Regions from separate parts of the Macaca mulatta genome. Here region 2 is linked to region 1. A link is a contact called in public Hi-C data. All regions are on one chromosome and are shown on one strand. Each heading gives the region's core, a stretch centred on a gene start, on an enhancer-like site or on the middle of the called end of the contact. The rest is flanking DNA. Distances are from core to core; before and after follow the strand shown. Region 1 holds the start of SOX4 (SRY-box transcription factor 4). Region 2 overlaps CDKAL1 (CDK5 regulatory subunit associated protein 1 like 1).

Region 1 (6,315 bases), core at 2,167-4,666:
ATCAAACATAGCGCCATCTATCTGCTTTTTATATTATCCTACACTATTTTAAAAACTGCTCAACAGTCTTATACAGAAATCTTTAAAAGATAGACAGGATAACATGCTATATTAACCCCACCATTGAAATAATCCAACACCATCACGATTCCGATTAAGAGAAGAAAAAAACCTTTTTTTTTTCTTTTTTTCTTTTTTTTTTTTTTCCCGAAACCACTCGCTTTCCACTGACTGCCCCTGTACCACATCAAACAGTCTCCTCTCCTCCACGCCTCCGGGGTCTGGGAAGTCTCACCTCACTGATTTCACGTAGAAGGCAGGCGCAGGACCAGCAGCCGCCGCCGCCTGCTCCCCAACGCGCAAATCCATTTCAGTTTGACCGTGAACCCCCTTCCAGTTCGTGTCCTTCTCCGCCCCCGCCCCTAGCTCCCGCTGCTGCGCTTCCAACGGGGTTCTCGGGTCATTTCCTAGCGCCGGTCACTCTGGCTGGCCTCCTCCCCTCAACATCTCCTCCTCTGGCTGCAGACGGGGCAGGGGGAAAAGGAAGAGAGAGAAAAAAAAAAGCCCCAAACGGGAATTCGCCTGCGTGGAGTCTCTCAGTCCCGGCGCTCCCCCAAAACATCTGCCATCGGCCAAACTCGTCACCCCGGAACCTTCTGTCTTCATCAGGCGTTTAAAAAGGGGGGAGGGGAGGGGAGCGCTGGGTTATCCCCTCCTTTCTTGACCAAGAAGTAAAATAAAACAAAACCAAGGTGGTGATGCAGGAATGGGGAGATTCCTTCAGTCTCTAGAAAACTAACTCGGTTTCTTGCTGGGGGTGCAGACAAGTCCGGAAGCTCTTTGGAAAGGGAGGGGGGTCTCTTCAAGCAAAGGGGAGGAAACTCGAAGTCGCTTTTTTTTTTTTTGCCATCAACAACAACATCAATAACAACAATAACAGGTCGCCCCTGTCTACCCTCTGCCTCCTCCGCGTCCCTCCGGCTGGGCATAGTGGGTCCCCGGCCCGGGAAGGTGGGGGATGGGAGCGCGGGTCCAAAACGCCGCCGCGCTTTCCGACGACGGGAATGCGGTCGAAGCCAGCCCTGCTCATTTTTTTTTCTTTTTTCCCTTTTCTCTTTCAACTCTTCGTCTGTCCTTTTCGTTTCATTTTTTATTTTTATTTTTTCTCCTCTCCTACCCCCGGCGCTCCCCACTGCCTGCGCGCCCTTCAGTAGGTGAAAACCAGGTTGGAGATGCTGGACTCGAGCCAGTCTCCCGAGATCATCTCGCTCACCTCGGGCGTGCAGTAGTCCGGGAACTCGAAGTGCGAGCCGGAGCCGGGCTCGAAGTTAAAATCCAGGTCCCGGTCGAGCGCCGACGACGAGCTGAAGCTGCCCAGGGACATGCTCTCAAAGTTTGAGCTGGGGTTCAGGTCGAGCAGGTCGTCTTCGAACTCGTCGTCGGAAGACGAGGAGCCCGAGGAGGAGGAAGAGGAGGAGTGGGACGAGGCCGAGGAGGACGCGTGCGAGGGCGCGCTGGACGGGGCGGGCGAGGCGGCGCGCAGGCTGGCGTAGCCGCGGTGGTCGGCGGGCGAGCGGCCGGCGGCGGGGGACGAGGCGGCGCTGCTGCGGCCGCTCAGGCTCGGCGCGTCGGGCGAGCAGCCCGCGCCCTCCTCCTCGTACAAGCCCAGGGGGTCGCTGGGGTCGGCTCCCGCGCCCACGCCGCCCACGGGCGACGACGACGTGCCCAGGCCGCCGAACAGGTAGACGCGCTTCACCTTCTTCTCCGCCAGGTGCTTGCCCGGGGCTGCAAGCGCTGCGGAAGCAGAGGCCGCCGAGGAGGCGGAGGCCGAGGCGCTGGGAGTCCGCGCCTTGTACAGCGAGTGGTGGTCGGCGGCGGCGCCCAGGGGCAGCAGGGCGGCGGCCCCCGCCTGTTCGGCGGCGAAGGAGGAGGCGGCGGCGGCAGCCGCTGCTTTCCCGCCGCCGCCGCCGCCTGCCAGGATGAGCTTGGCGTGCGGTTTGCTGACCCCGCCGCCCGCGCCGCCCGCCACTTTGGAGCCGCAGCTCTTTTTCTGCGCCGGTTTGGAGTTGGCGCCGCCGCCACTCGCACCGCCGCCTCCTCCCCCCGCGTTGCTGCTCCCGCCGCCGCCGCCGCCCCCATGGCCGCCCCCGCCGCTGCCACCGACCTTGTCTCCCTTCTCCCCTGGCTTGGAGGAGGCGGCGGCCGAGGAGCTGGAGTTAGCGTTGCCGGATTTCACCTTCTTCCTGGGCCGGTACTTGTAGTCGGGGTAGTCAGCCATGTGCTTGAGGCGCAGCCGCTCCGCCTCTCGAATGAAAGGGATCTTGTCGCTGTCTTTGAGCAGCTTCCAGCGTTTGCCCAGCCGCTTGGAGATCTCGGCGTTGTGCATGTCGGGCGACTGCTCCATGATCTTGCGCCGCTCGATCTGCGACCACACCATGAAGGCGTTCATGGGCCGCTTGATGTGCCCACTCGGGGTCTTGCACCAGCTCGGGTCGTCGGCCTTACCGCCCGTGGAGGCGGTGGAGCCGGGCGTGGGGGAGGAGGCGATGCCCAGCTCGAGGCCGGCGCCGGAGTCCGAGCTCTCGCCAGCCAGTAACGCTTCCGTGTTCTCGGCATTGTTGGTTTGCTGCACCATGGCCCCGGCTTGGCGGGCGCCCACGCGCGCTCACACCCTCGCGGCGGCCGCGGCGCGATCGCCGGGCCCTCCCGGCTTCCCGGGCCGAGCACACGCCGAACGGGAAGACGCGCGCGGCGGCCGAACTGGCCCCTCAACTCCTCGCAGGGGCGGAGGTGGGCGAAGAGAGAAAAGTCCCCAAAAGATGCGGGGAAGGAGTTCTCCGCCTCTCGCAGAGGAGTTATAGTTCCCAGTCTGGAGAGTCTCTCCCTCTCTCTCGCTCTCTCACCGCGCTGCAGTTTGCTGTCTCTCGGCTGAGTCTGGAGACCGTGCTAAAGTAGAGAGGAGTTTCTCGAATGCTGGTTGCTGAAGCTTCCAATACAAGTTTCTCGCGGCCTCCCAGGCAAGTCTTTTTTTTTTTTTTTTTTCTTTTTCCCTGAAGCAGTTGATTCCAGTTCACGAGCGCTCTCGGTAGCTCAGGAAAGCGACATAGTCTCTAGCACTTAGTCCCTCTCCTACAATGCAAAGCAAAAAAGACTCTGGCTCCAGGACTGTCTGTGGGCGGAATCGGCACTAAGGAGTTTGTGCAATTATTTTGTTGCAAGGTAGGAAGCCAAAAAGCCTGCATGCAACAGACTGGCATGAATAAATGTATGTTTCTCCCTCCCTTCTGCAAGAAGGGAGCTGGTAATGGCAAGAATTCCTCCAGTGCAGACTCTTAAAGAGCGTGCAAGAACTAGAGACCCGACAGCTAAACAGGCCTCTTCCCCTCACACACAGTTTCTCCTGCTGCAGCTTAGAGCAGACCCCAATTCCGCCTCGCGCCTCTTTATCCTTTCACAGTCTTGGCTGCAGCCAATCAGCTGCTGTAACCAACGCTTCCTCATGCCAAACCCCTCCCCCGGGCTTCCCATTGGCTTGGAACCCGATGCAATAATAATCTCCGCGTGCAATGAGAAGCTCCAAATCTGACCTCATTCCAATTTACAGAGCAAACTTTTTAAAAGGGCTAGAAGTACAGCTGAGATTTCTGCTGCCTCTTTTTTCCTTTTGCTGTGTGTGTGTATGCGCGCGCGTGTGTGTGCGGGCGTGCGTGTGTGTACAGTGTGTGAAGAGGATGTTAATGCATGAAATTATTAAAGGGAGAGACGGAAATGTATTCTAACCATTATGTTAGATAACAAGGGGCTTGGAAGGGGGCGGGGTAAGGGTGAAATACTGTAAATGGAAGCTTTCTGCTTAAAAGCCAAGTGATTATTTTTATTACTTCTTTTCAGCATTGGAATAAAGAATCAGCCTCTCGTGCAAAATCTGTTCCCCAGCTCTTTCTTAAAGCCAAAGCTGTAAAGGGGAAGAGAAAGCCACAACAATAAATCAATGGATATTGAAAACCATTAAGAAAGTGGTACCTAGACACCTGTCATCACAATTATTTTAACAACTCTAGGTACAGCACAGATGTTGATGTATTGTGTAAATCCCTTCAGAACCATTTTTGTGCTGTTTGTGGAAGGCAGGGAAGACCTCTTTGCAATAATTGCTTACTCTCTTAACCAAATAGGGGTCAACTATGGTTATTTAATGATTTAAACTCCCTGTAAATCCTGCATAGCCCAAACAGAGGAGCTTTCCGTGAAACACATTAGGTAGTGCTCCATAATTACCTCAATGGGCAAATTTCCAGAGTTTTGTATAGGATGTATAATCGTATGTAAAGGATGGAAATCGGTTTTACTTTCTAAATATTTGTTTTCCCTGTTTTCAGAATTAAAGATTGCTTCACTCTCTTCCCTCTCCTCCTCCCAAAGCCATCTCCCTCCTTTCCTTCTTATATATTTCCTCTTGTTATTTGTTACTTGAATCGAAGGGAACTGAAAAACCAAGGCAAAGAGAAACTGTAGAAGGAGGTGATAAGTGGTAGCAGAAGAGAGTAGGGCCTCCGGATTCATAGTACACCTGGCTGCTAATCCTTCTTACTGGTTTGTAACTATGGGGATGTGGCGAAGTCTCAGTTTTCCTCATCTATTATATGGAGGAGCTACTTCATAGAGGGTTGTTGTGAGGGGTCAAAGAATTTGTGACTATGAAGCACCTGCTCTATTGTAAGCCCTCAATGAATACTAATACCTTCCTTTCTAATTCAAATACCAGACATGCTCCTAGTAAAAGCTGCATGTTGTTCAAGAGACTAACACAGAATAACCACTGATGTAAAAAAGTAATAACAGGCCAGGCGCGGTGGCTCACGCCTGTAATTCCAGCACTTTGGGAGGCTAAGGTGGGTGGATCACTTGAAGTCAGGAGTTTGAGACCAGCCTGGTCAACGTGGTGAAACCCTGTCTCTACTAAAAATAAAAAAATAAAAAAATTAGCTGGGCCGGGATGCTTGTGCCTGTAATTCCAGTTGCTTGAGAGGCTGAGGTGGGAGAATTGCTTGAACCCAGGAGGTTGCAGTGAGCTAAGATTGAGCCACTGCACTCCAGTGGGTGATAGAGTGTGACTCTGTCTCAAATAATAAATAATAATAATAATAACAACAACAGATCATTGATGTGAACCATACAAGGACAATAGTGGCAACCCTGCCATTCCATTGATTTTAAAAGAAAGGAACTCCATGAAGAATACTAAGAAGAATGTGGCAAAGAAAGGATGCCAAGGTATTCAAAATAAATGTTGGCCACAGAAATTACTTGTTTTCCAACGTCTGAAAATTAGAATTGTAGTAAAAATCAGCTTTCCTTAACACTATAATAGGAAACTAATATTCTTCAGGCCAACCATAAGTGGTTAGGTAAGATCAATCCAAAATAATTAAGTCAGCTTTTGATTCAGAGTAAACTAGTGCTGGGTAGTAAATTTCTATTTATCTTGTCAAACTTATAAAGTATGTAGGCTGGCAATAGGCCCAGGTTGTCAGACTTAGAATTTTACTGGAAAGAACACCCTATGTAGCCATCTGACTGGCTCTGTAAGGATCAACCACAAGCAAAACTGTTTTTGTGGGTAAAAGCAAATAATTTTTGACCATTAGCTACTTGTATTATATACTTTTTTTTTTTTTAAATGAGAAACAAATCCTTAAAAAAAGAAAAACCCAAACCAAAAACACACAGGCACCTTTTCTGCATAACAGTGTTGCTGTGTTATAAACTTCATTTTATCTGGTGTGCATAGAAACACATCCTTAAATGTAACCAATCTGACAAAAAAAAAATTATTTTAAGAGGGCTATTATCTATAAGATCAATGTTTTCACTAGGATAAACAAGAATATATTTATTTTTGGATTTGTACTAACTAATGACTTGAGGGTGTAGCTAGTTTGATAATTCAGTCAAGTTGAGTATCAGTATTATTGATTCTATTTCTAAGTCATTTATGCTTCCATCATCGAATATGATGGGGAAGAGTGGAAATTAAAGCAGTCATATATTTCTGCTTAAAACACACGGATTTTTTAAAGGGTGTACTAAAACATAGCCACTGGCCTCATTCTTTTGTTACATGTATTTCAACAAATCCAACAAATTTTAAGACACACCATTACATTCCACCAAGGAAGAAGAACTGCCAATGAAACTGTGATATCCCCCTAGATGTAGGATGTCTCCTTATTTCAGAAGCGTTGAAATGAAAAGAAAAATTTTGTCTCAGACTTGATGAAATATGGTATCAGTAACTTCCATTGACTTTATAAG
Region 2 (5,590 bases), core at 1,120-3,619, 400 kb after region 1:
ACTGGATATAAGTGTAGAACTTTTTTATGAAAAGCCCAAACCTAAAAATTGAACAGAATTTCCATTCACTTCCACCCTCCTGATCTATTCCCATTGGTCTCTCTCAGCCATTACTTGGCAAGTCTAAGCCAGTCTTCTTTGAGAGCAGATTCTCAAAAAGGGACCTACTCATAAAAGTAGGTTGTACACCTTAAAGAGATATGATTTTATTTGTCAGTTGAAAAGATGAAAAAGAAGAAGCCACAAAATACTTGGAGGAAATATAAATTATTAGACACGTAACGTGTTGATGAAACATTTTTAACATAATGCCATGTTGCCATAAATGAGAAGTTTTTAACCACTGATTAAAAAAAAGTATATTAAGATTGTCATAAAGTCAAAAAGCAAATAGAAAAAATTGCAAGTATGATATATATAAATGACATGTTATATGTTACATAGTATATATAAAGAGCCTTTACAAAACAGTAAGAAAACAATAAATGCTCCCAACAGAAAAATAAACTGCTAAAAAAGCAATTCAAAACCAAAAATCTAAATTACCTACATACAGTACATATGTGAAAAAAGTTTCGCTTCATTTTCAACAAAGAAACACTAAAATAAGGAAATGTCCATTTTTTCACAAATGGGCAAAAATATGTATGAATACTGCGCTGTGCTTCTGGGAAAACATTTTTTTCATACATTCCCCATCTCCAAAAGGCAGACAAGTAACCAGTGATAACATTTAATAGGTCACTTTCTTGGAAGGTGCTTGTAGAAGCTTTGTTTCACTGACAATACAAAAAGTAAGCCAAATAAAAAAAAAAAGAAAAGAAAAGCAAAAGCAAAAGCATTGGAGAGAGAGATTGTTTATGTAATCTAGTAATCTGCAGCAACCACTTGCCAACTCCCCTCACATCTTCATTGCTCCAAGTCCTCATTCCAAAAGCACAGGGCGTCAGGCACCTCAGTGAGCTACACTACCAGGCATTACCAATGGTATAAAACTCAGAATAATTCAGAGAAAGATTCAGACATTTGCAAGAAAAAAAGGTGTGGGCGTGGTATGCAGGACACTTTCTAATTATCTTTATGGCATAAGAAAGCTTCTTTTCAAATACTAAATTATGAGAAAGGATGGATAAACTCCAGCCTACCCAACTTCTAAATGAGAAGTTTTAAAATCATGAATTCAGAGCTGGATTGGATAGAAGAGAGGACTTCAGAGATCATTTAGGACAAACTCTTCACATTACAGATGAGAATACAGGCCCCTTAGAGATTAAGTGACTTGGTCAAGCTCACGTACCTCATAATATTTAATCTATAATGTTAAAAATGGATTCTATCCTGACAGTTGTTTTAGGCAAGGGGTGAATTACTCAATGACTTTAAAACTGCACTGTGTATACAGTAGCCCCAGTCATATGTGGCCACTGGGCACTTAAAATGTGGCAAATCTAAATTGAGATGTGTTACAAAACACACACCAGTGCAAAGTACACACTGGATTTCAAAAATTTAACATGAATAAAAGAATGTAAGACATCTCATTAATTTCTATACTGAATACATGCTGAAATGATAATACTTCTGATATACTGGAGTAAATAAAATACATTATTCAAACACATTTCACCTGTTTCTTCTTACTTTGTTAATGTGGCTATCAAAAAATTTAAAGTAACATCTGTGGTTGATACCATATTTTTATTGGAGAGGGCTGCTCTAAAATACGATGATGTTGTTTTTAAAAATTTAGCAGAAATCTACCATTTCACTGTTTTAGAAACGATATTAGTCATTTTTCAAAAAAATTAAAAAAGAAACTCACCACACTCTTAATTGTGGTGATCGTGCAAACGTAATGTTTTAGTTTTAGGAAGGAATGTATACACGTCTATAAACTGTAAAGGCAGAAATTCTGAATAGCAAAATTGCTCTTTTTGACCATTAAATTATTCTTGCTTCCATTTTTCTGGTTGACCACAGCCTCCCTAAAACCTATGGCATGATCAACTTGCTCACTGTTTTTAGGGAAATCCAGGCAACCAAGGAGAGGCCATCTACATTTTCCAATCTGTCATTTTCCATTCAGTGTGGCTGCAAAAGCAACCATATAAAAAACGGTGGCATTTGGACTTAAAAGGCAGAAAGTAATCATTATCAAAAAATTCATTAAAAAAAAAAAAGCCAAAAATGAATGTCCAAAACACGTACTGCCTTTGGTAAGATGAATCTTACATTACCCCCCATTCCCCAAAGAACTCAGCATAGATGTGAGCAATAAATAACACGTGCAGTACACCCCACCATCTTTCAACCATTTGCCAGTCAGGATTGAGGCTGAGGAAGCAGAAAAGATTAAGCAGAAATCAAAGAGAGCCAAGCTCTAATGGTGTCTAATTAGCATAACAAAAGGCACTGCCACAATCTTTCAGCAGTGGGCAATACATCTCATTAAAGAAGACTGAATAACAATTATTCTCTCCTGACCCCCCCCCGCCCCACCCCCATACTTCTTGGCTTAGCTCCGGGAGACCCTGAGAGCCCCGCTCCAAGAGCTTCTGCATTATTGGCCAGGCATTCAGGCTTCACGGGAAAGAGCCCACTTGTATTACTGCGCACCTGCACCTCAATGCTTTATTCTGATTTCCTCTCCTGCGGTGAAAATGTAGCTTCTTCAAGCATGTACAAGTCCTGATATGCAGTTTATAGGGATATAACATTGAGAAATGTCAATGATGACCTAAAAAGTGAATACCACTTCTTCTAAAACATCTTTCTTGAAAGAAAATTGATCTAGTATTTATTTCTCTTCACCTATTCTAAATGAAGCTAAATGGAAATTCTAACAAATTTTATTGCAACCAGTAATTTGCTGTGTGCACACACAGGCATGCACATACACATAGATACATATACACATCATGCCATTTAAGTGAGAGTACTTTGGTTCAGACCTATCCTCTCTCCCTCTTTCCCCTTGATGTAGACAAGCAAGAAAACAGAGGAAATTCAAAGAAAATCAAGATTGCAGGTGAGCATGTGAGTAGTTTTTGTATACATTTAAACCAAGAATAAAAGACTTCACTTAAATCAGTAATTTAAAAATTCTTCCAGGGTAATTACCAAGAAAGATAAAAGCTTTAAGCAATCCTATGTACTCTTTCGTATCAGTCTACTTTGGGGGAAGGATTGAGTGAGAAGGTGAGAGAAAGGACACAGTTATTTAGTCCAAACAATTTTCAATTCTGAGCTATATTTTTTGATCAGTAACACCTTTCAAAAGAAATTTAGTATGAGGGCTGCTTTTTTTTTTTTTTTTTTAATGGCCTCTCCTGCCAAACACAATAGTACATCCTCTACTTAAACCTGAACATTGCCATGTCTGCAAGTTGTTCTAGGAAAAGCTGTTTATCACAGATGTAGATAGAAGCCACTGCAATGGTTCCTGAGACTAAATAGCAGAAACAGAGCCAACTCAAGGAGTAGCTGGGAAAACCTATTTAGTAAGTCTGGATTTTCAAACTGCTACAAAATTACTGCACTGTAGGAACTAAGAGACCTTGAGAATATTCAAGTCATTAAAATCACTGTGGCTCACTCTGTAATCCTAGCACTTTGGGAGGTTGAGGTGGGTGGATCACTTGAGCCCAGGAGTTTGAGACCAGCCTGGGCAACATAGTGAAACCCCATCTCTACAGAAAAAAAAAAAAAGAAAAAAAAATTAGCTGCACATGGTAGTGTACACCTGTGGTCCTAGCTACTCCAGAGGCTGAGGTGGGAGGATCACTTGAGCCCAGAAGGTCAAGGCACCAGTGAGCTATGAGCGTGCCACTGCACTCCAGCCTGGGAACAGAGTGAGACCCTGTCTCAAATAAATAAATTAATTAAATAAAAGCATTGGCTAGAGGCCTAAGGTGAGATATTTTAATGCTATAATACTTTGCACATGATAGTATACAGCTAAAATAAACCTTAGACGATCACTTGAATTCTAAAAGGCCTTTCTCTATGTGGTGAACTACTCAGCATTTAACAGCTGGTTTCTGCATGGTGGCTCACGCCTGTAATCCCAGCACTTCGGGCAGGCCAAGGCGGGTGGATCACTTGAAGCCAGGAATTAGAGACCAGCCTGGCCAACATGGTGAAACTCCATCTTTACTAAAAATACAAAAATTAGCTGGGCATGGTGGTGGGCATCTATAATCTCAGCTACTCAGGAGGCTGAGGCGGGAGAATCGCTTGAACCTGGGAGGTGACATTGCAGTAAGCTGAGGTTGTGTCATTGCACTCCAGCCTGGGAGACGGAGCAAGACTCTGTCTCAAAAAAATAAAAAAAAGTCAAAGAAATGTATTTGGGGGTAAAATATTTTTATTTCTTTTAGGGCCTGTTATCTGTCATGTGATGCTGTGCCAGAATCAGGTTGGAATCTGGTATCTTATTGTTACAAAAAGTCTGTTTTGTCAGTCTTAAGTTCTCTGTTTTAATGTTACTGCTGATCAGCTGTACCTGAATTCCAAACAGAGGAGAGCATAATGAGGCATGTCCAACCTACCCCTCCCCCAACCCCCCATCCCTGCTTCCTCTCATGGCCTAAAGCATCACAGTTTTTCAGGTTAACTTTGAATGCCCCTGGCCAAGAGGATGGGTCCATTCAGTTGGGTGGAGGGCTTAGAATTTTATTTCTGGTTTATAACAGTAATGATGTAGTTTTAGTCTTGAGTTGTCTTCAGATTAATAACCTGGCTTTTGGGAGTCACTGGCAGAAGTGATAATATGGAGGAGGTCCAACTGCAGGTGCAGGACAAGTTAGATTATTATTGGTAACATAACCCATAGCACTTCTACTATCTCCAGGATGGTCTATATTTAACTAAATTCCAACTTCACAGACATCTTCCATTTATTATAAGAAGACAGCTCTGTGAGCTGAAACACATTCATAACTTCAACACTACTACTGGACATCTTTATTCAAGTAGTCATGAGGGAATTTTAATTTCAAGTAGAAAACTGTCTTGGGGCTCTAATTGCTGCTTCAGAGAGGAGTAACTTTTAGAAAGCAACAGTGTATGGATATGTGACTAGTTACGTGGAGTCCAGATTATTGCTAAATATGCTAAAAAAAAGGAAAAGGCTGTAGAGGAATTAGGATCTTGGTCTTGAGCACAGGTCAGCATTCCTGGTAGGCATCCTGCCATTTCTCTGGGGGAACCCTGTCTGAAAAGCAGAGGGACCTCTTTGCTTTTCGAAGCCATGGCTCAAAAGGGTTGCAGAAACGTAAGACAAAACATATTTAATGGGAAGAGGGTAGGAAAATTCTCCAATATTGATAAATCTGCAATTCCATTTTTTTTCAGTGGCTATTGGAAAGATGAATTATGCTGGGGGGAAAAAAAAAACAACCCAGAGCAGCTTCCTGTCATTTCTAAAACATGATCCTATGCCTGCTTGAAAGAGTTAAGGCTGTATAAATATTTATCATTCTTCTTTCAAAAGGATAAGAAAAATTCCCTTTGCATACATGAATTTTAGATTGCAAGGCAAACATGAAGAGATGGTCAGGGCCCCATCATCTTAATGAGGATATGGTAA

Evidence for each region. A called contact is a pair of places that touch in the nucleus more often than the background predicts.
Region 2: a contact with region 1 is called in a Hi-C map of fetal cortex germinal zone, with 5 times the contacts expected there. The contact joins the enhancer-like site here to the promoter of SOX4 in region 1. A contact is called at or near these places in 2 of 14 Hi-C or Micro-C datasets (fetal cortex germinal zone and fetal cortical plate).

The regions. Positions count from the first base shown.
Region 1 is chr4:161,526,363-161,532,677 of T2T-MMU8v2.0, forward strand. SOX4 (SRY-box transcription factor 4) reads right to left here and starts at 3,417. Exons shown (of 1, transcript XM_001098923.5): 1 at 1-3,417. The coding sequence starts at 2,635. The coding sequence ends at 1,208.
Region 2 is chr4:161,932,247-161,937,836 of T2T-MMU8v2.0, forward strand. The region is part of intron 13 of CDKAL1 (CDK5 regulatory subunit associated protein 1 like 1); the gene reads right to left. Among named protein-coding and RNA genes, the nearest start is that of SOX4, 410 kb to the left of the region's middle. Within about 2 kb of position 2,370, at least 3 of the 40 cell types and tissues checked have an H3K27ac peak or open chromatin away from gene starts, as enhancers often do. A contact at or near this core is called in fetal cortex germinal zone, where this site is marked.